Linked DNA regions of Mus musculus: region 1 is linked to region 2. A link is a contact called in public promoter capture Hi-C data. All regions are on one chromosome and are shown on one strand. The core of a region is the stretch at or near the end of the contact, and the rest is flanking DNA. Distances in the headings are between cores, read along the strand shown.

Region 1 (4,571 bases), core at 2,069-4,568, 290 kb after region 2:
CTAAGCATCTGCCTTATGTCATGGTAGCTTGCCAAAATTACCCCTGGAAATTCCTAAGTTTACACTAAAATGTGCCGTGCTCTGATGCCAGCAGACGCCTTTAGAACAGTGGTGCCTAGTGTGTGGTCCGGATCAGACCCATGCTGATTTCTGCCCTTCGGATGTCTGTCCATCTTCCCTGACATTTAAAGGCACAGGTGTGTGAACTGGCCTCATACATGTTCTTTTCTGACCTGAGAAACATTGATACTTGCCAATGTCCTTGATATATTAGGGCGGAGTCCCTGCTGCCTATGGTGGGGCTGTGGGAAAAATGGGCCTCTGCAGCCTAGGCCTTCTCTGAAAGTGACTTTGCTTCTGGCTCCCGTGACTACTAACGGTATCTGTTTTTCTGGTGTTTAAGGAAGCGGAACAGGAAGGGCGAGAAGAATGGCAAGGGCCTGCGGCATTTCTCCATGAAGGTGTGTGAGAAGGTGCAGAGGAAAGGAACCACCTCCTACAATGAGGTGGCTGACGAGCTGGTGGCAGAGTTCAGCGCTGCCGACAACCACATTCTACCAAACGAATCAGTAAGTGTTCTGGCAAGACATGGGGCTTGACTTGCAGCCACTCAGTATAGCGTGGTTCAGCCTGTCAAGCTGAGGCAGTGATGGGGGCTAGGAAACCCTCAGGTTTAAGGCATGAAGCAGGACAGAGTGGGTGGGCCAGGAAAATCCCCTCGGGACATGCTCGTGGTATGAACCTCAGGTGTGAATTTCCAAGCCATTGGATCACCAAGGAGGCTGTTGCTCTGTCGTCTAGGCTTATGACCAGAAGAACATCCGGCGGCGTGTCTACGATGCCTTAAATGTGCTAATGGCCATGAACATCATCTCCAAGGAGAAGAAGGAGATCAAATGGATCGGCCTGCCCACCAACTCAGCTCAGGAGTGCCAGAACTTAGAGGTGCACTGCCTAAGCAGGCGTCCATTGTCCTTGGTCACTTGAGAGAGCTATACCAGGTGGCTGAGTGGATGCGATGATGCATTTAGTAGTCCCTGTTACAAGACAGTTTTTAATGTGTGTGTGTGTGTGTGTGTGTGTGTGTGTGTGTGTGTGTGTAAGAAAGGAAAGGGTCAGCGTGCTGTGGAAGTTACAGGAACACTGGTCTTCATCTAGAGCTTCGGCTGTGTCTGTACACGGTAGCTGTGCTCTTGGTGAAAGTGCCCATGGGCCTAGCAGAATGGGTTTGTCAGTGTGCGTGCTGAGTGTCCCTCCTCACTGTGTGTCTGCAGGTAGAGAGGCAGAGGAGGCTGGAGAGGATCAAACAGAAGCAGTCACAGCTCCAGGAGCTCATCCTGCAGGTACGGCCTTTTTGAGCGTCCCCATGTCCTCCTTGGAAACAGGCTGTTGGCCACACGGGCCTTGTTCTCAGAGAGGCTTGACTGAGCATAAGCTCCTTGGCGTGACATCCAATGCACCAGGCATGTCACGCACTCTGTAGATGTTGGGCTTCATTGGTTACTGCCCAGGGAAAGCATGGTGGTTAAGGTTGTCCGTGTTCATGTGAAGTGGCCCTGGGAGTTGGACTTCTCGTAAGAGACCTGGGGATTCAGTGAAGTTAGTGTGTGCAGGGCTCATGGCAGAGCAGATTGAGATGTGCTAGAACCTTCCAGAAAGCGTAGCCATGGTACTGTGGGGTGACTGGCCACCAGCCTGAGGTGAGCATAGTATCCAGAGCGCCTGGTAGCCAGAGTGGGAGGTGCCAGCATCATCCCAGCCCCTCACCAGGCCTTGTTACCTGCCTGAAATGATGTGACGATGGAGGAATGGAGTTGGGGCCCGGTGACGGTGATGTGCTCTTCCTTCCTTCCTTCCCTGTGTGCTCAGCCTGAGGTTGCATGCGTGGCAGGGCTGGTTCAGGGTTCCAGGAAGATCCTGGCTTCAGAAGGGAGAAGAAGCTGGGTAGGCAGTGGCCCAACACACTCCCATTTCCTGCCCTCTCTTGCCTGTCCCCTGTCATGTGGAGAAGGGCCTCATACTGTGTAGACACATGTGTCTTTATGAGAGCATCTCCACTGTAGAGGGAGGAGTGTGGTCGGCAGGGTTAGATCAGAGTCTTGTGTCCATGTGGACTTCAGGACTGGACCATTGGCTCTGGGTTCATCCCTGCACAGCTGCAAAGAGGTCCTTCGTGTGCTACAAGGGTTAGCGTAGGACCGAGTGTCCTCTAGCAAGTCATTCATGTGACTGCTTTCCTGTGCTCCTTGTCCCCTATAGGCTGTGAGCAGATGCCACAGGCTGCTACAGGCCGACCTCTCAACACCCAGGTTCCCACTATCTGCAGGAAGGAAGGGATCATGTTACTGGTATTGACATCTATGGGGGGGCTGTGTTGGTCTTTTTCAGCAAATTGCCTTCAAGAACTTGGTGCAGAGAAATCGCCAAGCTGAGCAGCAGGCCCGCAGGCCGCCTCCTCCCAACTCTGTCATCCACTTGCCCTTCATCATTGTCAACACCAGCAGGAAGACAGTCATTGACTGCAGCATCTCCAATGACAAGTTCGTCCTCAGTGGGCCCTCTAAGTGCAGCTCCTCAGGGGAAGAAACAGATACTTGGTTATCAGGGTTCAGTCTTACGGCTGCTTAGTAACAGCAGCTATGGTCTCTGGTGGTCCTGGCACCCATGCCACGTGCAGGCAGCACTGTGTCCCAGCCCAGGGCCATCACTATGCAGTGACATGTCTTTCATTCCCTAGTTTGAACTGTTTTAGAGAAATTCAGTAGTTATGGGGTCTGGGATGGAGGGTGGGAGTGGGGGGTGGATTTACTGCCTGCTCTTGGAAGCTTCGTAATCCTCACAGTGCCTTTCCCCAACAGATTTGAGTATCTGTTTAACTTTGACAACACGTTTGAGATCCACGATGACATTGAGGTGCTCAAGCGCATGGGCATGGCATGTGGGCTGGAGTCTGGCAACTGCTCTGCTGAAGACCTCAAGGTGGCCAGAAGTTTGGTACCAAAAGCTCTAGAACCATACGTGACAGGTTAGTTGTGCCCTGTGGCTGGCCATCCTGAGTGCCTGGGTGTCTGCCGAGTGAGGATGGGAGATGACAGGCCTGCTGCCCTCCCTCCCAAGGCCATCGGTTGGTCCTTGGAGCCCAGCAGTCAGGGCAGCATGAGGCAGGGCTCTCAGTTCCCTGGGCTTCTAATTTGGTGACTTTGCTGAGTCATCAGGTCACGCTAGTCTTGTGATGAGTCATGAAAGATCCTGTCAACGGTCAAAAATGCATGATGTGTGCTTGCTTTCTGAGGCTGTCCCAGGTTGCATGAGCATCATCCTGTCCTGTGTAAGGCATTGCCCACACTGGAGCACTTGCAGGCCTGGGGCTTGGCCCGGGCTCTGCCTTGTAGCTGCATGAGTCTGAGGTGGAAGGTGCTATGCTGCCCGTTCATGCTCTTAGTCCCTGTTTCTACTCTCTGGTGCTACTGTACACAGAGCGGCACGGGGAAACTCCCGAGCAGACATGTGTGCTGCCTGGGACCCAGCCACCCCTGGTTCTCACACAGGGCAGGGAGAGCAAGCTGGCAGGCTATCCACAGAGCTCCCCCAAGCTCTGTCTGGTCATGCAGGCTTGCTTCTCTCTCACATTCTGGGTTTCAGGAGTTTTGTTTGGTCTCTGCCTCTGGCCGGCTCAGAGATCTGTCTCACAGGTTATGAGGTTCAAGGCAGGTGCCACCACATTTGACTGCCCAGTTTTATTATTATCTGCTTCTGTCTCTTTTCAGAAATGGCTCAGGGATCCATTGGTGGAGTATTCGTCACGACAACAGGTTCTACATCCAATGGCACAAGGCTTTCTGCCAGGTGACAGCAGCTGGGGGTGGGGCAGCCTTACTGTGTTTCAGATAGGCTGAACTGAGCTTGGCCCAGGTAATTGTCTGCTCAGGCAAGGGAACACAGTGCTTGTCCCCATAAAATGATCCCACAGCACCCTCCGCCCCCAATTAAGTAATTCATGGTTTTTACTTTTTAAAAAGTGTTAACACAGTAAAGGGGGGGGGGGCGCAAACCTACCTGTGTTCACTGTCGTTGGCAGGGAAAGTGACAAGGGTGCTTTTGGTTTGGTTTGGTTTGGTTTGGTTTTTTTTAGATAGAGTTTGTCTGTGTGGCCCACACAGTCCTGGAGCTTGCTCTGTAGACCAGGCTGGCCTCACACTCAGAGATCCACCTGCCTCTGCCGGGATTAAAGGTGTGTGCCACCACGGCCTGACTGGTTTTGTTTTGTTTTTAATGGCTCTTTACTTGTTTTCTTAAGATGTGTCTCACCGTACAGTGTGTGTACAGTTTTATTTTCTGCTTCTATATACTTGACATTTCTAAAGAAATCTTTTATTGTTACTATTTGTGTGTGATGTATGTGGGCAAATGTGGAGGTCAGAAGAGGCCTGTGTGCGTGTGGTTCGCTCCCACCTTTACATGGTTCCAAGGATCACACTCTGGTTTCTAGGCTTGTGTGGCCCAGGTTTAAAACCTGTTTCATGTGTGATGTGAGTGTGGGCGTGCACATGGTGTACCTGTGGAGGTCAGAG
Region 2 (4,642 bases), core at 1,678-4,177:
TCAGAGCACAAAATAGTTCAGCAATCCCAAAGGCAAGGCTCAAGACCACTCAGGCTTAAAGTAAATTGGAAGAGCTGGAAGAGAAAATGCTGAGTGGCAGTGTAAATACACCAACCCCAGCTACATCAGGGTGGCAGTGTGAACACACCAACCCCGGCTACATCAGGGTGGCAGTGTGAATACACCAACCCTGGCTACATCAGGGTGGCAGTGTGAATAAACCAACCCCGGCTATCTTATGGATCCCCAAGTATCACTGAGCTCTCTTAGGAACACCACATCAATGAGATGCCATCTTCAATGCTCCTAACTTAGGCTTTCTGTTTAAGATGAAAAGAGAAATGGGCAATGATCAAGGAAACCCCTTCTGTAGAAACTTGATCACCTACTAAAAACAAAGAAGAAAAGGAAACGAGGCTTGACTGCAAAGGAGCCTAAGCAGCCACCCCTCCGAAGCTACCCTCCTGCTATTTCCTGGGGAAGGGAGCGCATGGGCATCTTGATAATGCACGCTGCACTACTTTTGCTATTACACCTCACCACAGTCAGAATGGCTGCCATCATGAAATCTGTCATCAACTGACTTGGAGAGATAGCTAAGGGGTTAAAAGCCCATACTATTCTTCCAGAGGACCTGAGTTCAGTTCCAGGTTCTAGCACCTATATCTGGTAGCTCACAAATGCCTCTCACTATAGCTCCAGGAGATCTGAATCGTCTGGCCTCTATGAACAAGGCATGCAAATAACCCCTCTCCCAATACACATACATATAATTAACTCAAAAATAAAATAAATCTTAAAAAGTATTTTTTAAAAAAGATTTTAAACAAACATGAAAGATGATGTGGGGAAAGACAAACCCTTATTCACTGCTGGTGGGAGTGCAAATCAATGCTGCTATATGTAAATCGGTCTTAAAAGACAGAACTTTACCTGCTGCAGGCATTCCACACCTGGGCACACACCAGAGCCCTCTATGCCTATCACACAGATATCACACATCCAGGTTCACTGCTGCTCTACATACTATAGCAAGGATATGGAACAATCCAGACATCCATCAGCAGATGCAGAGAATAAAATGCACACAAACAGCATACTGTTCACTCGTTAGTTACACTTGCAAGGCACAGGGAGGCCACTCAGAACAGCAGCACTGGATACTACAGAAGGACAGACTGCGGGGGAGGGACACATGCGTCGTGAGAGGACAGCAAGCTAATGGCTTTCTAGTTCCAACTCTGTGGTAGCTAACCCACGTAAAAATGGGCGGGGAGAGCCAGCTCAGGTTGTCATCTGCCCTCTGTGCACCAGCCATGGCGCACACACACACACCAAAAAAATCACACCACACACATGCACACACACACACACACACACACATACACAAAATAATAAATTTCAAAAATACAATAAATCTAGGTGTGGTACCCCCTGTAATTCCAGGACACTCAGGAGCCTGAGGCCGGAGGATAACCATGAATTTGAGGATAGTCTAGGTTACATAGTGAATTCCAAGACAGCTTGTACTACAGAGTGAGACCCTGTCTCAAAAAACAAAGCAAAGAGGAGACTGGACAGATGACTAGGTAGTCAAAAGTGCTTCCTGCTTTTCCAAAGGACCCAAGTTCAGTTCCACCTGTAAGTCCTGCTCCAGGGGCTCAAACACCTTCTTCTGACTTCTGTGGGGACCTGCACAACACACACGGCATACATTCACATGGGGGTGCATGTGCATGCTCACTTGCTCGCGCGCTCTCTCTCTCTCTCTCTCACACACAATTTGGACTTGGATTATACATACGTCTCACCTTAATAAAATACAGTCTTATATTCTCTGCGACATCAATGTCAGTAAGGCAGAACACATCTTACCCAGACACGGAATAGTGTCATCACCGTACCTTGCTTGAAGTCACTGTCAAACATGGCCTTGCGCCCCACGTAGTACTTGTACGTGATCCTCTGCGCTGTGCTATAGTCATCTTTCAGATTCGAGCTGTCGATGGCTCTGATAAGAGGTTTACACAAATGGAGTTTGTTGATCTATAATAAAGAAGAAACCATTTAAAACATTCATAAGCAATATCAACAGAACAGGCAGACAAAAGGACAGACATGAACTTCTGGCTTACTTTTTTAATATAAATTTCAAAGTCATCAAAATTTCAATAAGAAACAAAAAACTACCTGGTACAGACAACATACAATGGAGAAGCTTGGACTCTGTAAGGGGAGCTAGCAAATGTCCAGGTAAACACCTGCACTCAGCCACACACTGGTGAGGACACACTAAATGTCCCATGAAGTGAAAGACAGATTCTCAGTGACGTGGGACGGGCTGCCCTGTGCCCACTTGTCTTTATGAAGCCAACTTGACTCCTTTGTTCATCCATATATCTATATATCCCCCTCGTTCCATAAAGTTGATATTACAACGCAGGACGAAGGCTCAAGTGGCCACATATACCCAGAGGCCGGCTCCATCACAAGGACCAGTTACCAAATGTTCAGGACTCCCGCCCCACACTCAGTGTGTGCTCACTCAAGAGCTCAGAGCGTGTGTCTGAAGGAGCTGCATTCCCACTAGCGATCCTAAATCACGTCTTCATGAACCTCCAGTTCTTACTGGCTTCTGTGGCACAGAATGCTGCGTGCTTTCTCCATGGAGCCCTGGCCCTCAGAAGGCACGGAATGACTAACAGCTGTTAGGATTGTTAATGTGGGCGTGGTCAGGATCTCTTCCTAACACATGTCAGAAGGCAAACTAAACCAGTAATTTACCTAGGCAGATAGAAAACAAGACTTTACAGAAACTCATGCAAAGCAAACCTTAAAGTAGATTTTAAATAGCTGGTTCACCAGGAACAGCATCCCCCACTTCTTAGAGTCTTCTATGCCGGCACGGCTACAGGAAGAGCAAACAAACATGATCAATTACAGAATAAACCGTTTGCCAGGACTAATTACTACTGTGAGAGAAAGCCTCAGCCAGAGTCATCAAAGAAAAGGTAAAGTTAAAGAGGAAAGAGCAGCTCTGCTCCCCCTGTCCCAGAGACAGCTGTGTCTTCTCCTGCCAGTCTCTTCCCTGACATGCAGTGGCAAAGGCCGGAGTGAATGGGTTTAGCCACAGCAGGCACCTGGTCACCAGAGCTGCCTTCCGTGCTGACTGTTGTGGATGTCGCTGCCATCAGTGACCCCCTCATTGACCTCAAGGTCTCCATGTCCCAGCACAACTCTATCCACAGCAAGTTCCATGGCACAGTCAAGACAGAACAGGAAACCTGTCATCAATGGGAAGGCCAGCTCCATCTTCCAGGAGTGAAATCCGGCCAACATCAGATGAGGCGGTGCTGGTGCCCACTGTGTTGTGGAGCTTACTGTGTCTTCACCATCATGGAGAATAGAGACAAAAGGTTATCCTATCTACCTTGTGCTGATGACCCTGTGACTGTGATAGGTGTGAACCGTGACAAGTAGGATAACTCTCTCAGCTTTGTTAGCAATGTCTCCTGCACCTCCACCTTGTTCAGCCCCGTCACGGACGGCTGAGGTCATCCACGCTATCACCGCCATCCACAAGACTGTGGACAGCCCCTCTGGAAAGCCGTGGTATACGGCTGAGGATACTCAGAGTATCATCCCTGGATTCACTGGTACTGCCAAGACTATGCGCGAGGTCACCCCAGAACCAACAGGTTGCTCAGGGGCAAGCATGGCCGTCTGTGTTCTTATCCCCGGTATGTCTGCTGTGGATCTGCTGTGCCACCTGAAGAAAGCTGACAAGGATGATGGCATCAAGAAGAAGGCCCACTGAAGGGCATCCCAGGCTACAGTGAGAACCAGGCTGTCTCCTGTGACTTTAACAGTGAAACCCACCGTTTTACCTTGGATGCTGGGGCTGGCATTTCTCTCAATGACAACTCTGTAAAGATCATTTCTTGGTATGACAACAAACAACACTACAGCAACAGGGTGGTGGACCTCACGGCCTGCATGTCCTCCAAGAGCAAGAAGACCTGGACCACTTTCCCCAGAAAGAACGGAGAGGAAGAGAGGGACCTCAGCTGTTGAGGCGTCCTTGTCCCAAGTCAGCTCCCTACCCTGAGTATCTGCCCTCACGGCTTCTAGCTCAGAATCCAGAGACAAAGGGCCCTTGGGAGTCTATTCTCTTGAACACCATCAGTGAAGTTTACTACAGCTGCCAAGAGAAGAAAAAGCAGCCCCAGAATTCTAACCCCGTTAAACAACTGCAGGCCCTCTGCAGCATTAGCAAAACTCTATAGGTGGAGATTGATAGGAGGCATTTTTGGAAGAACATTTTTTTTTCCTAGCAACAGCACCACAAAAATCCTCTGTAAACACATAAGGAGGAGCCCAAGGAGGGAGTCACAGAGAGTGACAAACCCTCTGCAGAAGCTCTCACAGGTGACCTTACGGTAAATAACAACTGAGTGGCCCTGGTGAAGAAACGCCAGGACACTGCTGACCAGGCCCTACCAAAGGCGCCAACGTCAAACTCAGCACAGCAGGGTCTGTGTGGTTCTGAAGGTCTACTTCACCCCAAAAGTCAAACAGGAACTTGGAGTCCTTGGAGGAAAATGTGTATAAAAATGTGCTTTTTCTAAAAAAAGGATGAAGA

What was found. Capture Hi-C pulls out chosen DNA fragments and counts their contacts.
Region 1: a contact with region 2 is called in a promoter capture Hi-C map of pancreatic islet. The contact joins two enhancer-like sites. A contact is called at or near these places in 1 of 484 Hi-C or Micro-C datasets (the G1E-ER4 cell line) and 2 of 9 other capture datasets (adipose tissue and pancreatic islet).

Annotation. Positions count from the first base shown.
Region 1 is chr8:13,370,078-13,374,648 of GRCm38.p6, forward strand. It overlaps Tfdp1 (transcription factor Dp 1), which reads left to right. Exons shown (of 12, transcript NM_001291765.1): 6 at 404-569; 7 at 802-945; 8 at 1,275-1,343; 9 at 2,389-2,540; 10 at 2,859-3,025; 11 at 3,768-3,846. Among named protein-coding and RNA genes, the nearest start is that of Atp4b, 24 kb to the right of the region's middle. Within about 2 kb of position 3,319, at least 76 of the 459 cell types and tissues checked have an H3K27ac peak or open chromatin away from gene starts, as enhancers often do. A contact at or near this core is called in pancreatic islet, where this site is marked.
Region 2 is chr8:13,083,419-13,088,060 of GRCm38.p6, forward strand. Pcid2 (PCI domain containing 2) reads right to left here. Exons shown (of 14, transcript NM_178708.3): 8 at 2,833-2,908; 9 at 1,905-2,046. Among named protein-coding and RNA genes, the nearest start is that of Pcid2, 20 kb to the right of the region's middle. Within about 2 kb of position 2,928, at least 2 of the 459 cell types and tissues checked have an H3K27ac peak or open chromatin away from gene starts, as enhancers often do. A contact at or near this core is called in pancreatic islet, where this site is marked.